Regions from separate parts of the Sus scrofa genome. Here region 1 is linked to region 2. Evidence: chromatin contacts called from public Hi-C data. All regions are on one chromosome and are shown on one strand. The core of a region is the stretch at or near the end of the contact, and the rest is flanking DNA. Distances in the headings are between cores, read along the strand shown. Region 1 holds the start of CD55 (CD55 molecule (Cromer blood group)). Region 2 holds the start of PFKFB2 (6-phosphofructo-2-kinase/fructose-2,6-bisphosphatase 2).

Region 1 (3,556 bases), core at 487-2,986, 250 kb after region 2:
AATCCCTATAGTACTGGTTCCGGCATTGGTTAACTAAAGCTTCCGTTTAGCACAGTGAGCATGAGTCAGAGAAAATGGCATTGTTGAAACTGTTCTTTTCCTTTTTTACACAGCTCATATTAGCCAGTAATGATCAGAAGGCATTTAGGAAAGACATCATGATAGGAGGCATGGCCCCACAGCTGGTCCAGGGACCATGGCATAATTCCAAGTCAGAGATTTCACTTACTCAGGTAAAGTATTTGAGGGGATAGGAAACCTAGGCTAGGACTCTGTTAACCAGACCAGGTAACCTGTTGGAGGGAAACACATTCTTGAGTCTACTCTCCATGAAGATGAGTAATTGGATCTTTCATCAATGTTCTTTAGTGTTTTTGACAGTGACAATGCTGGGATGAGTGGATCTTTACTCCAACCAGCAACCATGCAGGTCTGTGGTTCTCAGCCTGGCTATGAAGTAGAATCACCTGCAGCGCTTTAAATAATCCCAATGCTTGGTTCCATCTCCAGAGGTTCTAAGTTAACATGTCTGAGGTGTAGCTTGAACATCTGGATTTTTAAAACGCCTCCCATATGAATCTAAGGTGTGGCCAGACCTGCAAACCACTGGCATATACTTAAGATCTTCCAGCAAACCTTTCTCTTAAAATGCACCACTCTATCACTTAGCTTTCTAGAGCTGTTTGTTTGTTTGTTGTTTGTTTTTGTTTTGTTTTTGCTTTTTAGGGCCGAACCCGCAGTATATGGAGGTTTCCAGGCTAGGGGTCTAATGGGAACTACAGCTGCCGGTGGACACCACAACCACAGCAACGCCAGATCCGAGCTGCCTCTGTGACCTACACCACAGCTCACGGCAACGCCGGAGCTTTAACCCACTGACCCACTTGGCGGAGCCAGGGGTGGAACCCACAACCTCATGGTTCCTCAGCTGCGCCACAACAGGAACTTGAGCGCTGGGTTTTTGATGATGACTTTGCAGTCACATTCCTATGGTCCCTAAGTAGAATTCAAGAGGTGTCTTTGGTAAATAACTCTGACACAGAAAGCGATTCTCATGAAAACATGGTAGGCACAATATTCCCTCCCTGCTGTGTTGCTTGACCTGTTTTCCTGGGTCATTTCCCACTGGCTCATTACCAAGTGTCCTAGGAGACAACACACTCTGTCCTCCCCCCGCAATCCTCTTGGCATTTGACGGACCCAGTTGAAGACACCGTGTCCCTGGGTGGTCAATGCTTTCTCAGCTTCTGAGAACAACCTTAAAATCCACTGCACCTACCGCTCAGCTTTGCAGCACTAAAGCGCGCTTGATTTCCACCCCAAAGAATTCAGATTCCCGGGACAAAGCCTGTGCCGCTTAACCATTCCTTTCTCCTTAGTTCCTCCAATTTTTGGTTGTTGTTGTTTACTTAATAAAGCAGATATTTACATTTCCACTGGGCAACGCACCGCAGGCCCCACCAAAGAGAAACAAACAGTCCCAGAGGCCCGCGCCAGAGAGTTCCTCTCCCCGCCCAGGACCCCTCTTTCCTCTTCTTGGGTCCCCCAGGAACTGGTGACGCTAGAGCCCCCGCCCTTACCCCGCCCAGTACCTGGTGTGAGCAAAACCCCTTCTCCACCCATTCCTGGCTCCATCTTTGGTGATTCAGAGCCCTGGTCCCGCCCAAGGCACTAATTTAACTCGGGCTGCGTAACTACCAGGAGCTTCTTCTCTATCGAGCCTCTTGGCCCGGTTCATTTCGTCTTAATCGCGGAGGTCGCAGAGTCCGGGAGCCGCTCGGGGTCCCCGTTCCCGCGCGCCATGAGTCCCCTGCCGCGGAGCGCCCCCGCGGTGAGGCGCCTAATGGGCGGACAGACGCCGCCGCCGCTGCTGCTGCTGCTGCTGCTGCTGTGTATCCCGGCTGCGCAGGGTGAGTGAGGGTCGGGGGCGGGGGGCATTCTGCTTTACAATCCTTTAGTCGATGTGGGAGGGGCAGAGCGCGTGTCGGTGACAACCGAAAAGTCCACCGACCTGGGGCGGTGAGGAGTGTGGGCATCCGTAATTGTTCCCGCAGTCCTCTACCTTTAGGGATCAGAGCGCCGACTGGCACACTCCCTGGAGACTAGAGTAGGCTCTCCGCTGCTAGCCAGCCCCTGGGAGCTTGCTTGTGCTGGACCCCAGCTGGCATGGCTTTAGGAGGTGGGCATGGAGAGTAGAGGGGGCAAACGTCAGGAAGCCAAAAGGCAAGGCTCCAATAGAGTGAAGCTTCAGCGTCTCGTTAAGGGTGGGAAGCCAAATGGTTGCCTACTCTCGCCTCTAAACAGGGTCCAGTAGCGCAGGGACGCCGTGCCGCAAGTTTGCGAGACATCTCCGCCAGGTGCTAACTTTTCAAGGAGGCGTCTATTTTTATTGCGTGCCTAGCAACAGCATCTATGTGAAAGTCTGAACTTTCAAATATATCAAATATGTATTTTTTTAAATAGCGAAAGGCAAAGGTTTATTTTCACATATTTTAGTCTTGAATTAGTTGGCAGCCAGGAAGCCAAGCAAGTTCTTGGTATGTCAGTTAAGCACTGGATGGAAATAGTACGGGGACATCAAAAGCCGTTGATGCTTCTTCCCCTTTTCGTCTTGGTGAAGGAATTTTGCTATGAATTGAAAAGCGAAATTTCTTCGGTTCTGTTTTTTTTTCTCCCTAGGTGACTGCAGCCTTCCACCCGATGTACCTAATGCCCAACCAGATTTGCGAGGTCTTGCAAGTTTTCCTGAACAAACCACAATAACATACAAATGTAACAAAGGCTTTGTCAAAGTTCCTGGCATGGCAGACTCAGTGCTCTGTCTTAATGATAAATGGTCAGAAGTTGCAGAATTTTGTAATCGTAAGTAAATCATTTCTTTTTAAGAAAAGTTATGGGAATGGAATGTTTCTTAAGTTTAATTTTATGCCTCTTTGGAGTGACTGGTAATTGATAGTTTTCTAGCATTATTAAACCCCAGGGTATAACTGTTGCCACTTCACCATCTAGCTAATTGATGGCATTACTTCCTGGAATAGGTCCTGCTCTTCATTAACATTTTTTTTTTTTTTTCCCTAACACTGTAGCTCCAGAACTGATTAGTAGAGAAAATAAACAATAGGTACTGTTTAGGGAGTAAATTATGTATAACTATGTTTGGCAATTATCCTGAGACACATAACATAGATCTTCTGTTTTCTTAAATTTCGTTTTGTAAGGTAGGACTTACCAAATGCACTCTGTGGTGATATTTTTAAAAGTTCTCTATTTTTATCTCAAAATCTATCCTTGTAGTCATGGCCCTATATTAGCTTTGACATGTAGATGTAAAGATAAAGTTACGATTTGATGCCTCCCTTCCAACACCTTGGAGCAGTGGAAGCTCCAAGAAACTGCCACAAGTGTTTTTTGAACCTAGGTGTAACATCAGCTTTCACTTTCTGTCGTCATCTCTTCATGATAGAAGGCAGTAGATTGAAGTACATAACTCTTTGCACATATAGCACTTCATCTAATCCTCCAGACAACTCCATGAGGTGACTTAGGGATTTAGCTA
Region 2 (3,473 bases), core at 579-3,078:
CTCTGGCCGCCCATAGGCCAGACACCCGTGGACCCAGCTTTGGTCCCCGCAGCACGTTGGGAGACGCCGCCGGGGAAACCAGCCTCCCGCGGGACTCCAAAATGGCCACCCTTTGCCGGACCAAACATCGCGAGAAGTCGCTGGCTATAGTTCTCGCGACACTCCGCAGCTTCAGTCTTAGCCTATTCTTAAAGTGACAACTAGTTCCCACCCACCCCTACTTTAGGTGGCAAAGGGTGATGATTTAGCCGTATTCCTAAAGTGCGGCTAGTCTTGCTGCCTGTAGAACGAGTGAGGCACCTTCTGCGTTGGCAGAATATATGCTCAAGGGAAGAGGGCGGAGAACGGAGTTCCTGAATCTAATACATTGGAATGTAACCTTGCACTTAGGTCGGAAATTATTAAATTGGGGCTTCCAAACCACGCCGGATCATAGTTCGGAAGGCAAACGAATGCCAAGAATGGTCAGTGAGTCAAAAAGACCTGTCAAAGACAAACATATACTCGTGATTAGACGCATGGCTGCAGCAAACACTGACTCATTGAGGTTAAGGGACCCGGGGGACTGGCCTTTCCACCTTCATGAGCCTGCAACTTAAAAACGTCCATTTGCCACATCAGAAAGCGCAGTATGAGGTCAGCATCTGGGCCGAGGGCTATTCGGGAGGTGCTGGCAGTGTAAGAAGGAGGAATGAAGAGGGCTACCGTGTGTCATCCAGATTCCAGTTCGCCCTAGTTATACAAATACCAAGACGACTCCATTCCTGACTTCATTATGGCGAAGTACTCACGTAATCAGGAGAGCCGGTGAGGTGTAAAGGACACGCAACCCCTGTATTTCACAGCAACGTGATAATGCTAGGTTGTGTGACTTTTTCCAACCCCGTATCCCTAAACACAGGACTGTGCCTTCCAAGTAAGTGCTCTGTAAACACTTGCTGAATAGTTAGAACCAAGTTGTATAAGCACAGAGAAGGCAACTGTAACATACTGGGAGTTGTAAAAAGTTTCAACGAGTAGGTAATGATTTGAGCTGTTCAGAAGGATGAATTTAACCCCCAGGTGACAGAGGAATAAAAATACCTCTGAATTTCTCTCTCTTCCAAGAAATCCATACTCATTGTTCTTTTTCCATCCTGAATCCGAAGCAGCAAGGCCTACCCCGCGTAGAGACAGTTTATCAACAGAATCAAGCATCAAGGGGGCCTGGGGGCAACTGTGAAAAGTTCACTCGGAATGTGCAAACTCACCTCCACTGTAAAAGCCTCTAGATCTGAATAAGTTATATGGAGACTTTGCATCTTTTCAGATCTTTCATGACCCAATTTTCTCCTTGAGCAGTTTTTCTCTTTGGTTCTTCAAGATGACCATAACAGATGGTACAGTGTGAGTGGTAAGAGGGAGAATAAATAAGATGGTAAATCCACTGAAGTATGTGCATGGATCCAGGGAAGCTCCTGGTTCAGCGGTGAGAGTTGTTGATTTCCTTAGTTTACAGTGTCCGCGACCTGAGGCAAGAATATGCAAACACCTTAAGATGTATTGTGGTAGTTTACTCTAGCAAACACCTTCCAAGCTTACGTCCCAATTTACAGATCTAACAGATCCCGCTGGGATTCAGGAAAAAGCGTTAATCTCCGCAATGATTTTTCCGGTCACCCTCTCAAGACTTCTACTAGTTCATTCTCGCGAGAGGACGAAAAAACCCACAAAACTTACTTTTTATTAATCCCGCCCCCAGCCCTGTTAGTTGCCAAGCAACGATGCAACCAACCTCCACGGTGCTGGGAAACTTGCGAGCTTGTGATTTTTCCCCTTCACAGTTCTATCCTCCTTCTGGAGCTAGCGTCAGTGATTCTAATTTGAGCCCCGCCCCCTGAAGCCTGCTTGCTCTCTATTGGTGGACGATTCTCTCCAGGTGAGGACCAACGCGGGAGTGGGCGGAGCCAGGCGGGGGCACGTGATTTGCCGGCGACTGGTGTGCCGGACACCGGCCACAGTCTGTGGGTTCCCGTCTGCCGCGTTACCCGGTAGGTGCTGGGGCCACAGACGGGAGGAGTCTTAGGAGGGATCTTGGGGTGGCCGACAGCTGTACAGCGTCTTGAAGGGTCTAGGCGGACGAGAGGAGGGAGGGGCCGCATGCACCCTGAGATGTGGGAAGATGAAGCCTCGTCGTTTCGGGGAAGTACGGGCCCCCGGGCGTCGCCTGGAGTGCGGATGTTTAGGAACTCAAAGCTGCAGTTTATGTGAGTTACAGGATTTGTGTGGTTAGTGGAAGTACAGTGCAAGGTCCCTGAAGCAGTAGGACCTTCCTTCCTCACGAGTCCTTGTCCGGGTTTGTAGGGAGAACGCGTGGGGCTCTCCCACACTAGTTCGAATCAGGACTTACCCGTTATTCTGTAGGCGACCTTGGGGAAGTTATTTACCACCTCTTTGCTCCCCAGTGTTTCTTCCATGGACTGTTTCCCAGGGGATCGTTGGGGAGAGGGTGTGGACAAGGGCTTGAGAGTAGGAACACCAGAGGAGAAATGGTGACGGGTGAGGGCTGTCTCTGGGTCCAGTTACAGTTTTTCCTTCAGGGGATATGTTTGAGATTTTTCCCACTTCTCATTTTTTTCAGGACTGAATCCTCCCATTGGACTGCAGTTACTTTATGATAATGGACTTGATCTATTTGCAACTCACCCCACCCCCAACTGCTGCCACTACTCTCCCCAGATTCTTAAACTGGAATCTGAAGTCAGGAAGGAACTTGGATGAACCACTTAGTTTGATTAATCTCAGTTTTTCAATCTGTAAAATGAGGAGAAGTAATAATGGTAGCAAAATCTGTTTCATTACAGGATTGTTGGGAGGATTGAAGGAGATAATTTATTTGAGTGTAAACTCCAAAGTCAGCAATATAAATGCAAGCTTCTGCTGCACCTCTTCAGAGATGAGGAAACACAGGGCTAGGGGCATTCATGACTTATTAGGGCGTATAGCTCTTAACTGGGAAAAAGGCTGGACTTGACTCTTGGGCCAGGGTTCTTGCACTTATACCTCTCTGATCCTCTTCACTGAGTGTTTGGAAGGTTGTCTCCTTCCTTCTCTTCCTTATATCCCTTTTATCCCTTCCAGGGGTCCCCTGAAGAGCTGCCATGTCTGGGAATCCTGCATCTTCCTCAGAACAGAACAACAACAGCTATGAAACCAAAACAAATCTCCGAATGTCAGAGAAGAAATGCTGTGAGTGGTGGGAAAGAGGAAGGGCTGCCTTGTCCCAGGTTTTTGTCTTGGGAATATAGTTGTAATCCTAGACTTTGCTGCTCAATGGGAGTAAGAAATAAGTCTTTGACACGGGAATTTAAAACAAAGGCCATCAGGGGAATTTCCTGTCTGAAACAAGTAGACTCCGTGAAATGTCTGTCTTTGGTGCTAGGCTGCCCATGTGGCCGAGCATTTTCTTCCTGCTTTTGTTAACTGAATCTCTG

What was found. Hi-C and Micro-C count contacts between places; a contact is called where the count stands out from the background.
Region 1: a Hi-C map of embryonic fibroblasts shows a contact between it and region 2, with 2.8 times the contacts expected there. The contact joins the promoter of CD55 here to the promoter of PFKFB2 in region 2. A contact is called at or near these places in 4 of 47 Hi-C or Micro-C datasets (alveolar macrophages, embryonic fibroblasts, mesenteric adipose tissue and 1 more) and 1 of 2 datasets of contacts at active chromatin or transcription factors (alveolar macrophages).

The regions. Positions count from the first base shown.
Region 1 is chr9:67,931,657-67,935,212 of Sscrofa11.1, forward strand. CD55 (CD55 molecule (Cromer blood group)) reads left to right here and starts at 1,737. Exons shown (of 10, transcript NM_213815.1): 1 at 1,737-1,910; 2 at 2,680-2,862. The coding sequence starts at 1,802.
Region 2 is chr9:67,680,000-67,683,472 of Sscrofa11.1, forward strand. PFKFB2 (6-phosphofructo-2-kinase/fructose-2,6-bisphosphatase 2) reads left to right here and starts at 1,829. Exons shown (of 16, transcript XR_002335794.1): 1 at 1,829-2,030; 2 at 3,121-3,228. YOD1 (ubiquitin thioesterase OTU1) reads right to left here and starts at 1,890. Exons shown (of 4, transcript XM_005667547.3): 1 at 1,775-1,890; 2 at 1,251-1,508. The coding sequence starts at 1,301.